Regions from separate parts of the Mus musculus genome. Here region 1 is linked to region 2. The links are chromatin contacts, called in public promoter capture Hi-C maps. All regions are on one chromosome and are shown on one strand. Each heading gives the region's core, a stretch centred on a gene start, on an enhancer-like site or on the middle of the called end of the contact. The rest is flanking DNA. Distances are from core to core; before and after follow the strand shown.

The links. Capture Hi-C pulls out chosen DNA fragments and counts their contacts.
Region 1: a promoter capture Hi-C map of liver shows a contact between it and region 2. The contact joins the promoter of Dynll1 here to the promoter of Pxn in region 2. A contact is called at or near these places in 7 of 39 promoter capture datasets (the 3T3-L1 cell line, 3T3-L1-derived adipocytes, cranial neural crest and 3 more), 1 of 484 Hi-C or Micro-C datasets (B cells), 11 of 115 datasets of contacts at active chromatin or transcription factors (effector CD8 T cells, embryonic forebrain, embryonic midbrain and 6 more) and 3 of 9 other capture datasets (adipose tissue, liver and pancreatic islet).

The regions. Positions count from the first base shown.
Region 1 is chr5:115,298,001-115,305,373 of GRCm38.p6, forward strand. Dynll1 (dynein light chain LC8-type 1) reads right to left here and starts at 2,990. Exons shown (of 3, transcript NM_019682.4): 1 at 2,832-2,990; 2 at 2,513-2,650; 3 at 1-833. The coding sequence starts at 2,644. The coding sequence ends at 696. It overlaps Gm13830 (predicted gene 13830), which reads left to right and starts at 3,120. Exons shown (of 2, transcript NR_131932.1): 1 at 3,120-3,233.
Region 2 is chr5:115,503,991-115,511,126 of GRCm38.p6, forward strand. It overlaps Pxn (paxillin), which reads left to right and starts at 2,686. Exons shown (of 12, transcript NM_133915.3): 1 at 2,686-2,878. The coding sequence starts at 2,866. It overlaps Gm13840 (a long non-coding RNA gene), which reads left to right and starts at 6,949. Exons shown (of 2, transcript XR_387611.3): 1 at 6,949-7,136.

The sequences.
Region 1 (7,373 bases), core at 1,740-4,239, 210 kb before region 2:
GGCCTCTCCTTGGGTTACAGTAGCTCCAACTGACAACGGGGCAACTTGGTGACTCCGGGCCCATAGCTTTCATTAGGTCCCCAAGTGAAGCTGTGACTCACATGTACTGATGATTTCTGAGCACAGCCAGTGAAAGCAGCAGCCTAGCAAATGAACTCTTGTGGTCGGTCCGCTAATCCAGGGCCGCCTAGAACCTGCTCTACTCCTTCCTTAGCTTCCCAAGTGCTAGGCTGACAGGAACAGGGCCTCAGACCTGTGGCTAATAATCCAAATCATCTGGAAAGACAGGTGTGGCCTGCCAGACATTCCATCAAGAGAACTAAACTAATCCTACAGAACAGGAACACCTCAGACAACAGACCAAGTCACTTACCAACTGCTAAGCCTCATCAACCCTATCTTGAACAAACTAGCAGAGACATACATCTCCAACAGATTTATTTTTAAAGGAATGACCTAAGGGAGAAAAAAATGGGGGTACAGAAGTATGGACTAGAAAATAAATACAAATGTAAGCTGTTTTACTAATTTTATAACCACAGACTTGTACAGAGAATGAAGCCCTGTACACAACACAACAGATTCAAACGAGGTGTTCCCTTAGCAAGGCTGAAGATTCAGTCTCTGGTATTTGGAATTTGGATGCAGTCCTTGTTTTTGGATGGATCACTGGGTGTTTGGCACAGTCCATGCTTTTAACCAGATTTGAACAGAAGAATGGCCACCTGACCCAGGTAGAAGTAGATGAAGTGTTTGGTTTCATGTGTCACATAACTACCGAAGTTTCGGCCCACAATGCAGTGCCAGGTAGGGTTGTACTTCTTGTCAAACTCCTAGGAAGAAGAAACAGAAATTTAGTGGTACACCTGGAGGATTCACTTTCCAGAGCCTGTAGGACCAGAAAGGGCAATCCTGGCATCTGTAATTGTCTCCACACTGGGACTGAATCCAGGGCATGGGCATGCAGGCAAGCGCTCACCACAGCCCCAGCAAATTCTTAAGAGAATGTTCCCTGGCTTTAAATCATCTACCTAATGCAACGTGCTTGCAGTCTGAGGTAAACTGAGAATGGGAGCTAAGAAGATCAAAGGTAGAAGGTCATTTTCAAGGACAGTTCTGTTTCAATGAGGGCACTTCTGGACTACTTTGATTTTTTTGTTTTGTTTTGTTTTCTAAAGACAGGGTCTCTCTGTAGTCCTGACCGCACTAGAACTGGTTTGGTCTCAAAAATCAAAGAGATCTGCCTGCCTCTGCCTTCCTAGTGCTGGGGGGTTAAAAGACCCATCATCTGCACCTCACCTCTGACTCCAGCAATTCGATGGAGGTAGATGACATCAGCATTTGCAGTTCATCAGGCTCCACCACTGTATTTGCCATGCACCCCAAATCAGGAAGACAACCACCACCCCCCCCCCCAAAGACCAAAGGACAAAGTCTCAATTACCACATAAATCAAGCCAGGCTGAAAAATGCAACAGAACCTGACAGTTAAATGCCAGGACTTTATCTTTTAAAATCGCTCTCCTCCACATCTACCCAGTCTTAAAAATTAGCAAGTTAGAGAGCATCTGCTACCTGATTCTCCCATCCCATGGACATTAAAACTAGCAATGTGTTCATTTCTTCACTAGTTGGATAGAACCAGGGCCAGAGATGATGTAAAATTCTTTAGGGCTCCTACTATCTTATCGGGCAATCGGTATGAAAACCTCATTTATTAAGCAGAATGTCTCTCTTACAATCCAGACGCACATACTGCTGCATTTGTCAAAAAAAGATATTCAAGCCGGGCGTGGTCTCGCACGCCTTTAGTCCCAGCACTTGGGAGGCAGAGGCAGGCGGATTTCTGAGTTCGAGGCCAGCCTGGTCTACAAAGTGAGTTCCAGGACAGCCAGGGCTACACAGAGAAACCAAAAAAAAAAAAAAAGTATTCATTTTTGTTCCATGTGAGTCTTTCATCCTCCCGTTCTCCACTGGAACCCTCCCACGGCTTCGGCTTCCAGTTTCCTTCCAGCAAACATAGCTTGAGAAGTTGGCAGTCTTGCGCCAGCTTTCTACAAAACTGCCATTTACCAAGCCTCCACCCAAGCCCCCCAAACCACCACTGCCACCCACTTTCCCTGAACTGTCGACTAACTCCCGACTAGAAGGCTGGCAAGATCTCCTCCTAGCCCGGCTGGAAACACCCACGCAGGCAGGCGCAACCCCCCCCCCTCCCGGAACACCCAGATGGATCCTCGGCGCAGGAATTCTACAGCAGGGGGAACTGCTCGCAACTCCCTGATCTTGGAAACCGTTGCTAGGTGGCGCTTTCCCCCAAGGAGCTGGGGGTTTAAAAAAAAAAAAAAAACTTCTGGCGTTGAGGGTCTGGTCTTCCCCAGAGGAACGCGAAACCCTTGCGTCCTTTCTAGAACTATCCATCCCGAGCCGCCCTGAGTGCTACAGGGAAACTGCCAGGCGCCCAGAGGACGCAGAATCGGGGAGTAGGAACTACGCGGCGCCGGGTCCTCACCTTCTTGATATGGGCCGCAATATCCTTCTCGATGTTGTACTTCTCCAACGCCTGGGTAGCGCACTCCACCGAGTCCTGTTGCATCTCTTCCGACATGTCTGCATTTTTGATCACCGCCTTCCGGTCGCACATGGTTACCTGTGTGGTGACGAAGCGCAGGGAAGAGGGAGAGGGGTCGGGTGCGGGCCGCGCTCGCTGCCCTCCCGACCGGCGCCCCCCTTGAGGACGACGCCCCCACCCGCTTCCGAGGGGCAGCTCCCGAGGTCCGCACCGCAGGCCCGAGGTAGGGGGGACGGGGAGGACCCGAGCCCGGTCTCACCGTGGAGCAGAGGCCAGCCGGCTGCTGCGAGCTCCTAGGGAAGGTGCGGGCGCCGCTCAAGCAGCAGAAGACAGCCGGTCGCTACCGAAGCCGTGGCGCATCTAAGCTGCCCCACGCCAGCCGCCGCCGCCTAATCCCTAGGCCCCGCCCTGCGCCCGCGGCCCCGCCCCCGGCCCGCGTCGCTATTGGCCATCCGCTACCGCCAGCCTCTCCCGATTGGCTAGCGGATTCAATGGTTCCCTCAGGATCTTTCCCCCGCGTTTTGTTGCAGACCACAATGCACCGCGCACAGCGTCGGTTGCCCGGGCGATGCGCGGCACGCGTGCGGAGGCCCACACACCCTGAAGGCGGAGCCCCGGGTCGAGTGGCTGGCTCCCGGACCACCCAGCAGTCTGGAAGGAGGTGAGGGCGGGCATTTTCCTCTCGGGGGCCCCACTGAGGTTAGCGCAGGGTGTGTTCTGGAATCGCAGGTTCTAGAAGGCTGGGAGCTGCCGCCCCAGGTGCCGCCCATTTCCACCATCTCCCCCCACCCACCCGGGGTCCGCACGATTTATGGCCTTTGACAGGTGGCCTCGAGCTTAGCAAGGGTGAGCCATCGATGCAGTTGCACTCAGGGTCTCGTAGGGCTTGGTTCGAAGCTCTGCTGTCACATTCCTGAAGTTTGTAAGTAAGTGCGTGTGTCTGAGGAGGCCCTGGGCTTGAGAGGCAAGTTCTACGTTCTGCCACTGAACCCTGTTTTCTTTCTTTTTCGTTTTTTCTGCCCGTGTCCTCCCCACCCTACCTTAGCATCGTCTCCCTAAGTAGCCCCAGGATGATCTAAAGTTCGCATTTCTTCTTGGCGCCTCCCCCATGCGCCATCACACCGGGTTAAATTCCGAATTTTATAACATGACACTACATGCTTATTTCGTACTGTAGCCCCTGTGTAGCTGGTACTGCCCTAGGAGACCGTATACATACTGATAGCCTAATGATTGAAGGAGAAATTCGGGAAAGGGATCGCGTATCCAGGAGGTAGAGCCTGTCTGCCAGGCAGTGGGGACCTCAAGATCTGGAATGTGGGTGGATGCCCAGTGTGTACAGGTGAGGCTGCTTCCTCGGATAGAATGTCCATTTGGGCAAAGTTTCTTGGCTGAGGATTTATTTATACAAAGGAAGACGTATCTTAAGAAAGTGATCCTAAGATGTGTCTCCTCTGGCATTTATGACTAATCGTACCCACATAATAAATAAATAAATAAAAATAACAAAATACTGGGCTACCCCTCAGTCAGTAGAGCATTTGCTTGGTATGAGTGAGGCCAGAGGCTGCATATTTGATCCCCAGGAGGCTCCAGGAGGGAGTCAGAACACTGGAAGACAGGAACAGAAGGATCAGAAATTCAAGTCCAGCTTTGGATAGATGGCGCCAAGGCTAGCCTGGGCTACATGAGATCCTGTGTAAACTGCCCTCCCCCCCAAAAAAATAAATGAAATAAAACGAGTCAGCAGCAGTGAGTGGGTGCTTGACCTCTGCTCAGCACCGTACCACTCACAACAGCTGTGTCTGAGAGGATCTTCTTTTTCTTGCTCTCTTTAAAAAAAAAAAAAAAAAAAAAAAAAGCTGGGCGTGGTGGCACACGCCTTTAATCCCAGCACTTGGGAGGCAGAGGCAGACGGATTTCTGAGTTCGAGGCCAGCCTGGTCTACAAAGTGAGTTCCAGGACAGCCAGGGCTACACAGAGAAGCCCTGTCTTGAAAAACCAAAAAAAAAAAAAAAAAAAAAAAAAAAGTTTGTGGGTGTTTGGTTGTATGTCCCTGTGCCACATCTATGCCTGGTACTCAGGGAGGACAGGAAAGGGCATTGGGTGGTCTGGCTCTGGGATTTCAGAGAGTTGTAAACTGCCATATGGGTGATGGGAATTGAACCTGGATCCTCAGAAGAACATCTGTAACTGCTGAGCTCTCTTTCCAGCCCCAAGGGGACCCTCTGTTTTTACATTCTCGGCGAAGCTGTGCAGCTGGGGGTTACCTTGAATCCCTGATCTCCTTGCTCCCACATTTCAAGGACTGGAATTTAAGGCACAGGCCACCAAACCTAGTTTTTAAGGGGTTCAAGAACTGAGCCAGGGCCTTGTGAGTCTAGGCAAACGTTCTACCAGCAGAGCCATTTCCCCAACCCTGTCTAATCAGGTATCAGCTGTAGTGGCTCCTTCCCCTGAATTCCTTTTTGCCTCTCACCACCATGCTGTTATGTCCTAGAATACTTAGATCCCCTCCATGAAGTTTGCCTTGTGCTTTCCCCAGAGGGATTAGCTCCTGTGTTGTCCTTCCTGGTGAGTGTCCGTGGGCCCTGCCTCTCCTGTTCCCTATTCCAACTTCAGCATCCACTTCACTGTCTAGGGCTAGGGATGTAGCTCAGGGGTGGGGCCCTAGGTTTCTCCCTATGCCAAGAAAAAGAATGTACTCGGGAAATATGACTGAAAATGTAAAATGTCTAGGTCTTATGACATCCCAGCCCATCTTAGAAGATCAGGAGATTTAAAGGGGCCAGTAAGATGGTTCCAGAGTAAAAGCACTTGCGGTGCACGCTGGAGAACCTGAATGTGATCTACAGGAAGTCCATACAGGCAGAAGGAGAAAACCAACCTCACAGAGTTGTCCTCTGGCTTCCACACGTGAGACATAGCCCACACTGAAAATAAATAATAATAATGTTAGAAAACGGAAGAGGGGAAGGTAAGAAATATGCTGCCGTTTGGATGTATGTTTTGAGACAAAGGTCTAACTGTGGAGCTGCGTATGTAGAGCAGGCTGGCCCTGGACTTACAGACATCCTCCTGCCTGTGCATCCCAAGTGCTGAGGTTGAAGATGATGTACCATCACAGCCCACTTTTCTTTTTCCTTAAAGAAGGCCCTCCCTGCCGGGCAGTGGTGACGCATGCCTTTAATCCCAGCACTTGGGAGGCAGAGACAGGTGGATTTCTGAGTTCCGAGGCCAGCCTGGTCTACAGTGTGAGTTCCAGGACAGCCAGGGCCACACAGAGAAACCCTGTCTCAAAAAAAAAAAAATAAAGATTAAAAATTTAAAAAAAGAAAAGCGCTGAGGCAGTGATGTCCTTTAGTAGGCAGACTGCTGGTCTCACTTCCTTTAGGAAGCTAGGATGGACTGAACTCCCCGATTCTACCTTCCAGGTGTTAAAGAGTACAGGCTGATGCCACCATGTTGGTTCTGGTACATTTTGATTGGGCATTAAGAGGGGCTCCATTTACTGTGGACAGTATGGGGGAAAGGAGAGAGTTGGGGCTCAAATGTCTTCTGGGTTAATTAGAGCATTGTGTCAGACAGACAGATCAAACATAGGTCATTCCTAGATCCTCTGGAACTGCGGCTGGTGCCACAGTAAAGCCCCCGTGAGCCCACCAGGCAGCAGGCAGAGTCCCGCAGATTCCCTAAAGCACCTTCATGCCGTTTTCATCTCTTTGCTATCTCTATTGTCATTGATTCTTTTTACAAGTATGTGTGTCTATTTGTGCACCACATGTGTGTGCATGCCCAAAGAATCCAGAAAAGGGACTCAGACTGAACTTAGAGGCAACTGTGAGCTGCCTGGTATGGGTGCTGGGAATCTAACCCGAATCCTCTGCAGAAGCAGTAGGTACTCTCCTTGCTGGGCAACCTCTCCAGGCCTATTTGCGATTTTTAACTTTCTATCATCTGATTGGACAGAGAAAGGCATAGGACATTAGTACAGGACAACTCAGTGTGCCTGTGAAGGTGTTTCCAGAGAAGAGGAACCAAAGGGACAGAACCTGCTCTGGATCTGGGTGGCACTGTCACACAGACCTCAGGCCTCGGTGGAATTTAAGAGGGGGAGGTGCGGGTAGGGGGGCTGGGGTGTACCTTCATTTAGGTGTAATTCTTGCCTATTATATGAATGGCCTTGTGTAAAAACCCAGTTAACCGGAAAAGAAAACAAAAACAAGAAGGCAGAGATGGAGGCAGACAGCCTGAGTGGGTATCTGTGCTCCCTGCTGCCGAGGTTGAGGCTCCGTGGTGTGGAAAGCTCTGTTCTGCCAACCTTCCCTGGCCAGGAGCTGGTCTGAACTCAGGAGTGAAGACGCTTTCCACCCGGGGACGGTGATGCACAGCTGTGACCCCAGCACGGGAGAGGCCAAGGCAGGAGGAGTCCCTAACGTTTGTACTCAGTCAGAGCTACATAGCAAGACAGGTATCTGCCACCAAGACTGGAACTGAGTTTGATCTCTGGACCCTAAATGGTAGGAGCTGACTCCCAGTTGTTCTCTGACAACCTTACATAATCTCACCATAAAAATAATGTGCATTTCTTTTTCTTTCTTTTTTTTTTAAAGATTTATTTATTTTCTGTATATGAGCACACTGTAGCTGACTTTAGACGCACCAGAAGAGGGCGTCAGATCCCATTACAGATGGTTGTGAGCCACCATGTGGTTGCTGGGAATTGAGCTCAGGACCTCTGGGAGAGGTGCTCTAAACCTCTGAGCCATCTCTCCAGCCCCTAACTGTTTTTCTTTAAAGA
Region 2 (7,136 bases), core at 1,436-3,935:
AAAGCGAAACAATAACAATATCACAAACGCCTATTAGTCACATTATTGGACTTCAAATAGTTTTAATTTTGTCTCTTAGTTTATCTGTATTTTTTTGTAAAGATTTATTATACATAAGAACACTGTAGCTGTCTTCAGAGGCACCACAAGAGAGCATCAGATCTCATTACAGATGGTTATGAGCCACCACGTGGTTGCTGGGATTTGAACTCAGGACCTTCAGAAGAGCAGTCAGTGCTCTTAACTGCTGAGCCATCTCTCCAGCCTCTCTTCTTTATTTTTATTTTACAAATCACTTGTCTTAGTTACCTTTTCAATTGCTGTGACAAAACACCACAAGCCAGGCTGTGTTAATAGAGCAGTTCATTGGAAGCTTGCTGTTCCCAAGGGCAATGCCCATGATCACCAAGTGGGGGGAGTCAGGCAGCAGGCAGTCGGGCCTGGCGCGGGAGCCGTAAACTAAAAGTTTAGGTCTTGATCTATGAAAAGGAAGCAGACAGAGAGTGGGAATGGAGTGGCGCTTTTGAAACTTCAAAGCTTGCTTCCTAGTGACACACCTCCTCCAGCAAAGACCACACCTCCCAGTCCTTCCCAAACAGATCCACAGGCTGGGGAACCGAGTGTTCAAATATATGAGCCTGTGGGGCCAATCTCATTCAAACCACCACAGTGTACACTTTCTACTATTAGGGATGGGAGTACTGCAGACTAAATCCAGGGCTTCAGGCACTTTAAGCAGGTGCTTTGTCACTGAGACAAAAAACATTTTTTTTTCTTCTTTTGGTTTTCAAGACAGGGTTTTTCTGTATAGCCCTGCCTGTCTGGGAACTCACTCTGTAGACCAGGCTGGCCTTGAACTCAGAAATCCACCTCCCTCTGCCTCCCAAATGCTGGGATTAAAGGGATGCACTACCACTGCCCGGCTGTTGTGTTGTTTTTTGAGACGGGTTTTTCTATTACGTAATTCTGGTTGTCCTGGAACTCACAGAGATCTACCTGCTTCTACCTCCTGGGTGCTAGAATTAAATGTATGTGCCACCATGCCTGGCCAACAGTTTACATTTTTATTTGTCAATGATTTTAGATAGAGTCTTATATAGCCCAGGGTAGTTTCATAATCAATATTTAGCTAAGGATGGCCTTGAATTTCTTATTCTCCTGCTTCCACTTCCTAAGGGTGGGGATTTAAGTCCTATGTTACTTGTTGGGCTGGTCTTGAAGTATGTATGTATGTATGTATGTATGTTTTGAGACAGGGTCTTATGTAGCCCTGGCTGGCTTTGAACTGAACTGACTGTGTGGTGTTAAGGACAACTTTGAACTCCTGATAAACTTGCCTCTGCCTACTAAATTCTGGGATTATAGTCTTGTGCCACCACACTCAGTTTGTGTGTGTGTGTGTGTGTGTATTTATTTTTAAAAGTTTTCAAAAAATTTAAAATTTGAGACAGGTCTTCCTATAAATTGCCCAGTTTAGTCCTTACTCTTTCTCTAGTCCAGTGTAATCTTGAATTTGAAGACCTGCCTGCATCTCCCAACTAGCTGAGATTATAGTCCTGAGCTACTACACCAGGCTTTTATCATCCAGTTTCTGAGTCCCCTGGGCAAATCTGCCAGGATCCGGGAATGAAGTTTTGGTAGTTTTTGCTTTGCTGTAATGTGGGGTAAATCTACCTTGTGCAGAATTTTGGCAGTCTCTAGGAAGGGGGAAGCAGGGAAAGGGGTAAAATGAAAGGTTTCATAAGCTCTAAAGTACTGGATCTGGGGCCAGAGTTGGTCGCAGCCACTGCTGATGTTACCAGTCAGGACAAAGGTCTCAGGTTCCAGCCTGGCTGGAGGTACAAAGAGACCCTGTTTCTCCGGGCAGTGGTGGTGCATGCCTTTAATCCCAGCACTCAGGAGGCAGAGGCAGGCGGATTTCTGAGGCCAGCCTGGTCTATAGAGTGAATTCCAGGACAGCCAGGGCTACACAGAGAAACCCTGTCTCGAAAAACCAAAGAGAGGGCTGGTGAGATGGCTCAGTGGGTAAGAGCACCCGACTGCTCTTCCGAAGGTCCAGAGTTCAAATCCCAGTAACCACATGGTGGCTCGCAACCATCTGTAACGAGATATGACGCCCTCTTCTGAAGACAGCTACAGTGTACTTACATGTAATAAATAAATAAATCTTTAAAAAAAAAAACCATGAATTGTTTCAACATTAATTCAAATGAATACTTTAAAAAAAAAAAAAAAGAAAAACCAAAGAGAGAGACAGAGAGAGAGAGAGAGACAGAGAGAGAGAGACCCTGAGAGAGAGAGACAGAGAGACAGAGAGAGAGAGAGAGACCCTGTTTCACAAAAACTACATCTGGGATATTATTCTGGGATGACTAGCACTGCCATCAGTCCAAAGGCTCCAGGCAAGCCGATTTAATCCTCCTGGGAGGTGACCTACAGGGACAGGTGGACAAATCCGACTCTCTTGAGTGACAAATCTGCCACCGACTCTCTTGAGTGACTAGTCTGCCAGAAGGTCGGGTCAGACTGAACGCAGAGGTTCATGGCCTATAGACGCCACCAGCCTGTCCAGCCGCCAGGGGGCGCCACGACCACGCCCAGCTTTCGCCCCCTGCGGGATTGGGCGTGCTGGGGGGGTGGGGGGTCGGAGGCGGGGCGTGGCCAGCGTGCACGCGGGGGCGGGGCTATCCTGTCGCGGGCGCGCGCGCCGGCGGCGGCGGCGGTGGTGGAGGAGGAGGCAGCGCGGCAGCGGGTTCCGTTCCGGGCCGAGGCTGGACGCGGAAAAGTTGCGGGGCGGCGAGGAGCAGCCCGGAGACGGGCAGCGAGGGCGACATCGAGCCGGGGACTGGCGTCTGAGGACCAGCCATGGACGACCTCGGTGAGTGCGGGAGACGGAGGGCGGAGCGGCCGGGGCCCGGCGGCCGCCGATCCCACCCTAGCGCCCGGCTGGGCTGCGGTGCCTACGGCCCGGGGCTGTGCTGGCCGCTCTTCGCTGCGGCGCCTGAGGACCTCGATCCCGTACTGGGTGTTCAGGGACCCACCTCTGGGAGAGGCGCCCCGCTCCCGGGGCAGACCTCCTTGGCTTGCAGGAGACCCTCACTTGGCTTCCCCACCCCCACCTCAGAGCGTCTGCCTATGGGACTCGGTCTCAGAGGCTGTTTCTTCTATGACCCCCCTCTGTTCCCTCCAGGCCACCTTCCACTTTGCACACTGCCCCCAGACCCCCCACCCCGTTTCAGGGATATAGCCCCTTTCGAGAGAGCCCACCCATTTCCTATCACAGCCCACAGAAAAGCTTGTGAGGACCACACCCCCATTCTAATGACAAGTGTCCCCGGGGGTACTGCATATACACCCCCCCCCAACCCCCACCACACACCGTTTCAAGTCTGGTCACCCTGTATTACAAGATCAAGTTTAAACTTAGAAAGGCAAGTTTGGGGGGGTGGTGGCTTATGACTCCCGCCTCTCACCCACCGTTCCCAGACCCTGGTGACATGCCAGAGGAATGAGAAGGGGAATGGGCCGCAGGCTACGGCCATCTCTGAACGTGTCCTGGCTGGCAAGGTCCCCCACCCCCAGCATCAGAGCTGCTGGAAACCCCACAGGTAAAGAGGACAGGACACCCAGAACAGAGTTTTAACTGTCCTCGTGTTATTGGAGCCCAGAGGCCATTCTTTTCAGCCCACACTTGGTCTGCTGTTAGGACAGAGGAAAGGAAAGACTCTCCTGGAAGTGGATTTTAAACCCAAGGGGGTTGATTCAAGGCTTCTAGGAATGCCCAGTGAATCCCAGCGTGAAGGAGCCCCTGTCTTCCCCTCCCCGGAGGGCCCCTCAGCTGAGGAGGTGTGTGTGGGATAAAGTCCCTTCTCTGTAGGAGCCTTGTCTTCACTCTCTGGACTGTGGGTGGCTTGTATGACCGCTGGTGCCATCCGTGTCCCTGGCTCTGAGGAGCAGATTCACTAGATAAGACTGAGGGACCTCTCAGGCAACACAGGGTACCAAGTTAAGACTGGTCATTTTTAAAACTGGCTACAGTTTCCTTGTGGGATCAGGGAGCTGGTGTAACATCCTGGAGGCTGGGATGGTGTTGGGTCCTGCTTGGTTCACGGAGTGGGCTGTCTGCCAGGCATAGCTATGCTTTTGGGTCAGGCTTGGCACGTCCGTTCCCGATGCACTCAAGGTTGGCGTAGCTTCCAGGCAGGTATTTTTAATTTTTATTCTTCCACATAAAAATACCTGAGCTTTCGAAAGGAGGCCGGGGTGATGAGCTTTTGAGTAGGTATCTGAATGTGTAAGGGGTTCCCCCGGTGGGGACGAGGGGAATCTAGTCACAGCACCTCACAGGCTGGTTGAGGGCCCTGTTGCTTCTGGACAGTCCCCGTGCTGTTTGAAGGACTGAGGAAGTCTTTGTAGTGTCCGCAGAGCTCGGAATTCCCGGCTTCTGACTGTCTTCCATTTAGGGCCAGCACACTGAGTTGTCTTTGAAAGGAAAGAGTGCTTTCTGGCAGACGGGGACCGTAGGGATTGAAATGGGCTGTCTGTGGAGTTCTTACCCATGCCTGGATTTGTCCTGTCCTTTCTGTAAGATCACCCTGAGGCCATGGCCACCAACACTACCTCTATTTAACAAGAGACCAAGAGAGGCTGAGTCTCTGACCCAAGGTTGCACAGCCCAGAAACGAATGAAGTCTGTGCCTAGAAGCTGGTCCCTGGGCAGCTCCTGTATACATTCCTTCCGGGGAAGGGGGTGAGCTGGTGCTGGCAGGAGGGGTGGCAAGGGGTGGTGGCTGCCACCTGTGACTTCTGCTGCCTTCTCTAGACTCTCCAGTTGCTCCATCCGAGCTACACTGCCTCCTTAGTCTGGGCTCTCAGGGGGCCGTTCCGCCTGGCTGACCAGAGCCCAGGGCGGGGTGGGGGTAAGGATGGATGTGCAGGACTGGAGAGGAATTTGCTTCTCAGCCCAGGCGGTCAGCTGTCTGCATGGCTGCTCAGCACACTGCCCGTCAGCTGTTTTCCTAAGTTAGGATGGCTTATGACGGGCCAGCCCTCTTGTTTTTATTTGTGTCCCAAGAGAGATCTCAGCAGCGTGCACCTCCCCGTCACTTAACATGGGGCAGTCGTTTAAGGTGATCTCCTTGTGGCAAGGCCATGCGTGGGGTGCATACCTAGCCTCCATGATAACGGTGGGGTTTTTTGGGGGAGGGCTTGAGAGTAAAAATAATAAATCAATTTAAAAAGATTAATTGGAGGACTCTTCCCCTCCTCACAGTGGCCAGTGAGAGTCACCATGTGCTGTTTAATAAGTTACAAATTTATAGCTCATTGGTCAGAAAAAACAAAACAAAACATAAACACAGCGTGTTCTGCCTTCCTCCGCGTGTTCCCTGCGTTTTTTTGTGTGCTGTTGGGCGGCTGCTTGGTGGCTTTTCTCATTAGACGCTTAGACGCTGGTTTGGCCCAGAGCTCCTTCTGTTCAAGTTCTGGCCGGGGTTTCCTGGACAGAGTTCTCACAACACAGATCACTCTCATTATGCTTTCTGCCCTGGCTCTCCTCTCTCCCTCTCTCTCCACGTTCATGTTGTTCATGTCGGTAATGTATTTGGGGCGGCCGTAACCACAGTGTGGCCTGCCTGTCAGGAATCCCTCTTCCTCTGCTGGAGACAGGCCCCGTGCTCAGCACTTTCTCTCTCTCTCTCTCAAGAAGCCTGAGCTTAGACGTTCTGGCAGAGCTGGCTGGGGTTTGAACCTAGATCGATCCAATTCTGGATCTGGTCGTCTTAATCGGAAAGCATTAGGACCTAGTACTAATCAGGGAGCGGACCCCAAGAGAGGCCTGCGGAGTAACTGGTAGTTACCTCTAAAGTTTCTGCTCTACCAGGCCAGGAGGTCCCCCAGGAAATGGCTTGATAGCATTGCCCGCTCCTCCATAGCGGGGGACACAGCCAGCTGTTGGCAGTGGCCAGGCTGCTGGAATCTGGACATGTCTCCTTTCAGCTTCTCAGCGGGCTTGACCCGTTGGAAAACAGTGCCTCATTGTGTTTGGGGGTGATGCTATGAGGGTGGGTGTGGGGGTTAAGGGAGTTGCCTGGGGCATTCCGGGCTACAGAGCTGCCTAGTCTCCATAGGAAAGCTGGCCTTAGGGCTCGCCTGTATGTGGTATCTCTGTGTGTTAGGCCTGGTTCAGAGCAGAGGCTGGACCTGTGACAGAGGCGGTATCCAGGGGTCGGGCAGCGAGGCCCTCCCTCCCAGTGGGTGTTGTGTGAGGTGCCTGCTGGTAAGGGTGCCCAGCTTGGATTTGAACCCTGGGTGGATTGTGTTTGATTGTTAGGCAGATCTTTTCTGATCAGGACAGAAAGCTGTGGGCTTTGGGCCGGGTGATATCTTTCTGATGGGGGACATTGCATGTTCCTTCTTTTTGCTTTCTTCAGGGGTGGCCGTGTGTTGCAGAAGCCGGGCCCAGTCATTGGCTGGAGGGGTCTGACAAAGGCCAACAGTTGCTGTTGGGGCCCTGCAGGGCCACTTCCCTACATACTAATCTCCTGTGGAGCTTCTTGTGGCCTTTACCTTGTTTCAAGACCAGAGATGTTGAGGAACTTCTTCCAGGGCTCACTTAGCCTTTTACTGAGCTTGTACTGGGCTCAGGGCCTTCAAGAATAAAAATAACATCTATGCAGTCCATTTTTAAAAATCGTTTTTTTAAAGTCAAGGTCTCTCTTTGCAACTGTGGCTGTCCTGGAACTTGCTATGTAGACCAGGCTATCCTCAAACTTGCAGAGATCACCTCAGCCTCCCAAGTATGGGATTAAAAATGAGTGCCACTGCATCTCATGTATGGAATACTTTAAAAACCATGTGCTCACCAGGCAGTGGTGGCACATGTCTTTAATCCCAGCACTTGGGAGGCAGAGGCAGGCGGATTTCTGAGTTTGAGGCCAGTCTGCTCTACAGAGTGAGTTCCAGGAAAGCCAGGGCTACACAGAGAAACCCTGTCTCAAAAAACAAACAAAAACAAAAATGTGCACAACTCTATGACTTTGCAGAACACTTTTTGGAACAACATGTGCAGAGCTCTTTTTTGAGACATATCTTTTGTACTTACATGCAAGCACGGCTGGGCATCTCGCACCCAGTGT